2 separate regions of the Mus musculus genome follow, and region 1 is linked to region 2. A link is a contact called in public Hi-C data. All regions are on one chromosome and are shown on one strand. Each heading gives the region's core, a stretch centred on a gene start, on an enhancer-like site or on the middle of the called end of the contact. The rest is flanking DNA. Distances are from core to core; before and after follow the strand shown.

What was found. Hi-C and Micro-C count contacts between places; a contact is called where the count stands out from the background.
Region 1: a Hi-C map of LSK cells shows a contact between it and region 2, with 2.7 times the contacts expected there. The contact joins the enhancer-like site here to the promoter of Rab3gap1 in region 2. A contact is called at or near these places in 1 of 39 promoter capture datasets (macrophages), 2 of 15 datasets of contacts at CTCF or cohesin (CD8 T cells and the NIH/3T3 cell line), 16 of 484 Hi-C or Micro-C datasets (CD4 T cells, CD8 T cells, DN3 thymocytes and 11 more), 10 of 115 datasets of contacts at active chromatin or transcription factors (the HPC-7 cell line, the SCID.adh cell line, bone marrow-derived macrophages and 4 more) and 3 of 9 other capture datasets (adipose tissue, liver and pancreatic islet).

The regions. Positions count from the first base shown.
Region 1 is chr1:127,828,751-127,832,765 of GRCm38.p6, forward strand. It overlaps Map3k19 (mitogen-activated protein kinase kinase kinase 19), which reads right to left. Exons shown (of 14, transcript NM_011737.2): 8 at 3,974-4,015; 9 at 1,521-1,780; 10 at 306-349. Among named protein-coding and RNA genes, the nearest start is that of Map3k19, 24 kb to the right of the region's middle. Within about 2 kb of position 1,626, at least 58 of the 459 cell types and tissues checked have an H3K27ac peak or open chromatin away from gene starts, as enhancers often do. A contact at or near this core is called in CD8 T cells, the HPC-7 cell line, LSK cells and 8 more, where this site is marked.
Region 2 is chr1:127,866,803-127,870,485 of GRCm38.p6, forward strand. It overlaps Rab3gap1 (RAB3 GTPase activating protein subunit 1), which reads left to right and starts at 1,971. Exons shown (of 24, transcript NM_178690.4): 1 at 1,971-2,027; 2 at 2,123-2,178. The coding sequence starts at 2,010.

The DNA.
Region 1 (4,015 bases), core at 376-2,875, 38 kb before region 2:
CTTCTCCATAAAGTAGTCATCCTTTTTTAAATTTTCTCCACAATATTATTGCTGAAGATTTGACTGAGAAGTTTGTGGGAGCTTGTCATTGTTGTTGAGATTTATGGATTTTGTTATTTCTTTCTTTGAGACAGAGTTTCTCTGTGTAGCCATGGCTGTCCTGGAACTAGCTCTATAGACCAGGCTGGTCTCGAACTCATAGAGATCTGTCTGCCTCTGCTTCGAGAGTGCTGGAAATTAGAGTGTGCACCACCACCACCCTTATTGTTGTTTAATGAAGTCAAACATGCTGGAACTGATCTTACCCCAGTTCTTCGGCTACTGTAGCTTATGTCAGAGGTAGGAAACTCTATAACAAAAGAAACAAGAACTGGGTGTTATTAGTAGTAGGCTGAAGAGTTCATAGATGGAGCAGGAGATATGCGGGAAAGTGTTTCAGAGTATATTCTCCCTGTGTGGTATACATAGTGCTGTGAAGTGATTTCAGAAAACCTTAGCCTAAAGCTACCAGAAGGGGTGTTATAGGTTTGTTCATTTGTTTTTGAGAGCTGGTCTCATAGAGCAGCCTACATGTAGTTAGTACCTTGAATTCCCTAGGTAGCCACGGATACCCTTAAACTTACAATCCCCCTGCCTCCACCCCCTGAGTGTTACAATTACAGGTGTGTGTCCTGCCCAGCTTAGTATGGGAAGCAAACCCAGAGCTTCGTGGATGCTAGGTAAAACTTGATCAGCTGAGCCACATGCCCGGCTCCTACACTAGCTTATTTATTTTTAGTTCATGAAATACTCTTCCCTGAAACACATACAAAATGCATTTCCTTTCCAGCCATTTGCTCCCATTGCCTTCAGTATTGTCATTATTAAGCCTATTGTTAGTCGTGTGTGTGTGTGTGTGTGTGTGTGTGTGTGGTGTGTGTATGCATGCACACGGGCACATATGTGCAGAGGCGAAGGCATCTTCATTCCATCATGTGCCTGTAGCAGTCAGAGGACACAACCATTTGGGCACCACTGTCCTCGTTTGAAACAAGACCTCTCCCTAGCCTGGAATCTGTCAAGTTGGCGAGGCTTCCGGCCATTGAGCCCCAGGGATCCTCTGACTCAGCCTCCCCTGGGCTTCGGTGACAAGCGCATGTCATCATATCTGACTTTTTTTAAAAAAACAAAAAAACAAACAACAACAACAAAAAAAAACATGGGCTTGGGGAATTTAACTCAGATCCGTGTGCTTGCAAGCACTTCACTGAGTTATCTCTCCAGCTCCACTGTAGAATTAAATGCTCAATTTAATATGTTCCCTCTTAATTGTGGTTTCCATATTTTTATAGAGATACATAAAATCATATGAGTAAATACGGCCTGAACAGAGAAGTAAGATTGTTTAGGGACAGGGAACTAACAGGAAGAAGGGGTGAGGAGAGGGAGAGCATGGAAGGATGAGGGGGCATATGCTGTCATACATTATGTACCTGTATGGATACTCTAAACGTACACGCATAAGCAAGAGCTTGACTCACCATCAGATTGCCTTTGCTGTTCTTTCAGAACACAAGGAGCCACCTCCCCAGCTGCAGATGCAGCAAGGCTTGAGTCTAAGCAAGGTCTGGGTGGTGAGAGAGCCACGTCCACACCACAGAGCTCCTCAGAACTTCCGTCTGTCTTCAGAAGTGAAGGCTGTGTGGTTAGCATCCTCCCCGTGAGGCCCACCATCTCCGCGTCATCTGGTGGAGAGACAGGATGCACTTGTTCCCGTTCCTGATGCTCTGAAGTCACCTGACTGAAAGGAGAGAGATGGGGAAAACTCATTTGCTGGTATAGTTCAGATCTCAGGGGGTCTCTCTGTGATCAAAGTTTGGTCCCTTGCATATGACGATGTCGGAGGAGGTGGTACCTAATGGCTGGGAGAATGTCTTGGAGGGGGTTCCGGCACTTGTCACTGTGTTCTCTTCATGACCACCCTGAAGGAAGCAGCCTCCTCCCCAGCCTGCTCTCCACCATGATGTGCAGCTGTCTTACACCACAAAACCAAAGCAACTGTGGAACGAACCTCTGAAACCAAACCAAATTCCTCTCTGTACACTCTCTTAAGTGTTTTGCCAGTTACAGAAAACTGATGGTACATTCCCAGTATCCTCCAGATCTGCAGGTCTCAGACCAGAGAACGTGTTGGGAAGTTAGGAAAATTGGTTCCCACGTGGTCTGGTTGAGTGGGGCTGTGGACTCCTACCAGGAGAAGTCCCCCTGCTTGTCCTGGCCTGCTCCTGCCAGCTCTGCCTTCTGGATTCAGTCCTAGTCAGTGATCCTTTCTTAGTCCCCGTTCGTGGGAACAGGAGAGTCAGACAAAACGAATTAATTAGCCAGGCCAGTACTCTCAAATTGTCTGCAATGGGAAACTGGTTTCTATTTTCATTAGCTACTTTTATTACCTTATTTTTATTATTTATTTTTTGAAACAGAGTCTTATATAATACAAGCTAGTCCCAAACTAGCTATGTAGCCAAGGATGGCATTGAACTTGGAAGCCTCCTGCCTCTACCACCCAAGTGTTAGGATTACAGGCATGCACCACCATATCCGGTTTATGAAGCACTGAGGATCAAACTCAGGGCTTCATGTATGCTAAGAAAGCCCTCTGCCTGCTGGGCTGCACCCCCAACTCCATCGTTTAGTTCTTTGAGAAAGACAGAGCCTTGCTTTTGTATAGTTAATCTTCCAAACAAAACAGCCACCATTTCCATCAGGCTGACTATTCCTGCTGGTAGGAGATCTATCACTAGCCAGTTTACTAGGAGGGTCGTGGAACCTCACCTGAGATTCTAGCTAGTCCTGCCAACCAACTGTACACAATTCTGTCCTAATTGCATGGGACCTCAGGAGGTATTAGGGTATAAACGATAAGGAAGGTTAATTGACAAAGACTCCATACCTGACTCTGGGGAAGCCAACATCGGTACTGGTTGAAGACTTTCCAATGTGGCTGCTTTGGGGTTTCCATGCTCCCATAAGCCCCTCCCCGATGCTCTCTAAGTGACCTCTGGTAGAGCCATGCTTTAGTTTGTCTTTGGGACCTTATAAGGAGGGGTAGACACTTTTTACATCTCATTGGGGAAAGAGATTTCCCAAGAGTGCCGCCTGCCCTAGAACAAGATATGTAAACCAGGCTGACCTTAAGCTTGTAGTCATCTTCCTGTCTCTGACTTTTGAATTCTAGTGCCAGAAGAAGCCATCTTACAACCTTCCAAGTCATTGCGGAGTGATACTTTTTGACAAATGTAATGAAAACTAGAGTAGAATGCCAAGAGTCAAAAACTGTTTTTGCATCAACTGATCAGTGGATGTGAGATTGTACTATCAAATTACTAATGCTCACCCTCATGGTCTGTACTAACATTGTCTTGTACTGGTCATGGGCTACAGAATAGCATTTTTCCAGAACAATGTAGGTATGCTATAGCCCTGAAGCCAAATCAGACCTTCAGTCTCTGTCTCTGTCTCTCTCTCTCTCTGTGTCTATGTGTGCTCGCACATGTGTGTTGGGGGGCTACTCCTCTGTGTGCAGGTACATTTGCCTATGTGCATTGAAATGGAAGCCAGTGGAGGGCATTGGGTGTCCCACACTGGTTAGAAGATTTCTTTGAGACAAGGTGTTTCACTAAACCTGAAGCTAGGCTGACAGCCAGCAAGTCCCAGTAATCCTCCTGTCTCTACCTCCCCACAGTGCTGGGGTTATAGGCATACACATATCTATTCCAAGCATTTTACATAGATACTGGAGATTTGAGCTCTGATCCTCATGCTTGCCAGCAAGTGTTCTTTCCGGCTGAGCTCCATCACTGCAACAGACGTCATATGGCCCACACACCTGAAATGTCTATTTATTGTCCAGCCCCTCTTCATCGCATTCATTGCCACACAACTGCCATCTTTTCTACTTAAATTACAGCCCAGTACCTTGGAGGATATTCCTTACTTGCTTTCTTTCAAGTCTTCTTGGCTTGCTTCTTGGAGAGGA
Region 2 (3,683 bases), core at 721-3,220:
GTGGGTTTCTGTGAGTTTGAGGCCAACCTTGTCTACGCAGTGAGTCCCACAAAAGCCAGAGCTACATAATAAAGAGTCTGTCTCAAAAAATTATTTAATTTAAATTTTTATGTATATAATTATTTTGTCTGCATGTGTATTTGTGCACTGTGTGCATTTCTGTTTACTATAGAAGTCAGAAGAGGGTGCTGAGTCCCCTAGAACTAGAAGTATGGAGCGTTGTATGTAGCCACGTGGATGCTGGGGACAGAGTTGGGGTCCTCTGTAACAACAGTCAGTACTCTTAACTGCTGAGCCATCTCTACAGTCCCCAACAGAATTCCAACTGCTAGTTAGCACTCCTGTCCTTCAGTGGTTTAAAAAGTAAAGCACTCATCAAATAGTATGTTCTTCTCAGAGTATATGTAACTTGTATGATGTTGTTTGGTTTTGTTTATTTTTTGTTTTGTTTTTCAAGACAAGAGTTTCTCTGTGTAACAGAGCCCTGGCTGTCCTGGTCTCACTTTGTAGGCCAGGCTTGCCTTGAATTAACAGAGATCTGCCTGCCTCTGTCTCCTGAGTGCTGGGATTAAAGGCATGCACTTCCATGCCTGGCTGCTTTTTAAAACAATAAGTTTAGTTGTATAGATTTTCTTTTCCTGGGGTTAGGAAAGGAGACAGTGGGTTTAAGGATCTTGGTCAGTGTTTATGAGTTGTAAAGTTTGAACAAGAGCTGAGGATGTAGTTCTGTTGGTAGAGCTTTTGCCTAGCATGCATGGTCCTCGCTTCTGTCTTTACCACCACACCATACAATCCAAGACGGTGCTACATGACTGCAGTCAGGATACTCAAAAGGAGGCAAGAGGATCAGAATTCCAGTTCGCTCTTCTCACCACAAGGCGTGTGAGGCTGGCTTATGAACCCTATCTCAAGAACAAAACCAAGGGCTTGAGAGATGGCTCAGTGGTTAAGAGTGCTCTTCCAAAGGTTCTGAGTTCAAATGCCAGCAATCACAAGGTGGCTCACAACCATCTGTAATGGGATCTGATGCCCTTTTCTGGTATACTCATATACATAAAATAAATATACTCATACACATTCTAGTGTAATCATATACATAAAATGAATAAATAAATCTAAAAAAAAACCCATTTGAATGAAAACTCAAAGAGGTTTTTAAATACAATTGTGACCATGCATATCTAGGGTCTTTGCCATATAGGACTACATATGCCCCAAGATATTTATGAATGTAGCCCAATACATCTGTGGATGTGAATGTCATGTAACAATTTCAAAATGTTCATCAGTTTGTTTTTGTTTTTTGTTGTTGTTGTTTTTTGTTTGTTTGGTTGTTTTTTTTCTTCCGAGACAGGGTTTTTCTGTGTAGCCCTGGCTGTCCTGGAACTCACTTTGTAGACCAGGCTGGCCTCGAACTCAGAAATCTGCCTGCCTCTGCCTCCCGAGTGCTGGGATTAAAGGTGTGTGCCACCACGCTCGGCTCATCAGCTCTTCTTGAGTCTACAAAATACTCTTATTATTTTTACTTTTAATTCTTTAAACAATACTTGTTAATTTTATTTCATGTGCATGAGTGTTTCGTCAGCATGTAAATCTGTTTGTGCAGCACGTGCATGCCTGGTGTCAGTCGAGGCCAGAAGCAGGTACAGGATCCCTTTGGACTGAAATCACAAATGGTTGTGAACTGCTATGCAGGTGCTGGAAATCGAACATAGGTCTTGTGAAAGCGCAGCGGGTAGTCTTAACTGCACAGTTATCCCTCTAGCCCCAACAGAATTTTAAAAAAAATATTACTAAACCACCTTGAAGAAGAGCGTATGCCACACTAAGATCTTTCTGTCTGGAGGAAAAAGGTCTTCCCACCTTCCAGCAGGCCCTTTGTAGGCGGGCCCGCTTCGGGGCCCCACCCACCACCCACCGAGGCCCCGCCCACGGCCACTCAGTGCCCTCCTCCTAGCTCCCTTCTTCCCGACAGCCTTCGCGCGGGGCCTGACGCTCCGCTCCGCAAGATGGCGGCGGACAGTGAGGTGAGTTCTGCGCCCTGGGTGCCTCTGTCACAGAGTTCTGCCGCCGACGTCAGTGGCCCGCAGCTTACTGTCTGTGCTCTTCTCTGTCCCCGCAGCCCGAGTCCGAAGTGTTTGAGATCACAGACTTCACCACAGCCTCGGAGTGGGAGAGGTGAGTAGTGTGTTTGGTCCTGTCTGGCCCCGGGCGGCATCACACAGGTGACGCTGGTTCGGAGGGAGACGCCCACGCTTCGTCTCTTCTTCCGCGCCACGGCAACTTTGGCTTTTTCCGCATCAATCATACAGACAGGTCAGACCAACCTTCAGACTCCGCCTTTAAAACAAGTTGTGTTGACTTCCAGATCACTTCCCTGGCACAGAAAACCATTTCCGAGGTCGTCCCCGGGTCTTATGCTTTCATGTCAATTTGCCTCAGTTGTCATCAAAGCCGTCAGCTAAGCAGCTGCTGTGTTTTCTTCCTGTGTTTATTGGAAGAGACTTTTAGCGTACCGATGACTGTTCATCTGTCATCCTCTTACCATCGTTATCCTGTCTTCGAGAAATTAAAAAATTAAAATTCTACTATTTCATACTTATAAATAGTATGTTTACATACGTCTTTGGAATGTTTTGATTCACAGCGTTACATTTTAAACTTGGTCCTGTGCCCAGACTTCCCGAGCTTGTCAAATTCAGATGAACAACTGCATTAAGGCGAACATGTTTTATCACCTGAGTGAGTTGAAAACTAAGTTTGTTGGCTTGATAGCTAGCTATTGAGGTTATTGTTGCAGTGCTTGTAGGCTTTACAAATGTGTGGCTCTCATATCAGTTGGTGGCATAGGAAGATATAAAAGATCTTTGAAATAGTAGTTTGACTTGTGTTCCCATCCCCACACTTCATCGAGTCAGTAAGACTTAACACACTAGCAAGACTTTATGAGGAAGTACTGTGTGCCCTGAACTATCCTAAGATCAGGGAAATCTATATACCTTTTAAAAACTCCAACAAATAGTTAAAATGTAAGCCAGTTGGTACTAACTACAAAGAACTAGTTAAGTAGGGAAAACGTGGACTACAAAATTGTTGGAGACATTTTTGTAGGGAAAAGATAGGAAATGCCTGCTTTGAAATTGGGGAGGGAAATGGAAGCTGGGTGACGTGGCACCTGTGTATAATAGTGACTACTGGCAAGGCTGAGGCGGATCACTTGAGCTAAGGAATTAAGACCAGCCTGAGCAATCTAAGAGGTACTGCCTTAAGAAAGGAAAGGGAAAATGGTTCAGGGTTTGGTTAAACATGAGAAGGGACTGACATTTCGAGACAAGTAAGTGAGGAATTATCACTGGGAAATAAATAAAAATGATACAGTGAGATCAGTTTCCAAAGCCAAGGCAGAGGCGTCGAGAGTTGGTGCACTTGACTAAAAACTCTCCAACTTGACTGTGCATCAGAACCTGCTGGTCTCGGTTCTCAGTGTTTCCCATTAGGTTTTAGGTCCAATCCCCAAATTTGCTTTTCTAACATGGTCCCAGGTAATACAGATGCCAGCAGGTCAGAAGACCATATTTAGAAAGCACTGCTGCTTAAAGTGGCAAGAGCTTTTGATCCTATGGTGCAAGGATTGTTTGGTTTAAGTTGTTACATTGTGGTAAAATGAAGTAAGCAGTTTACAT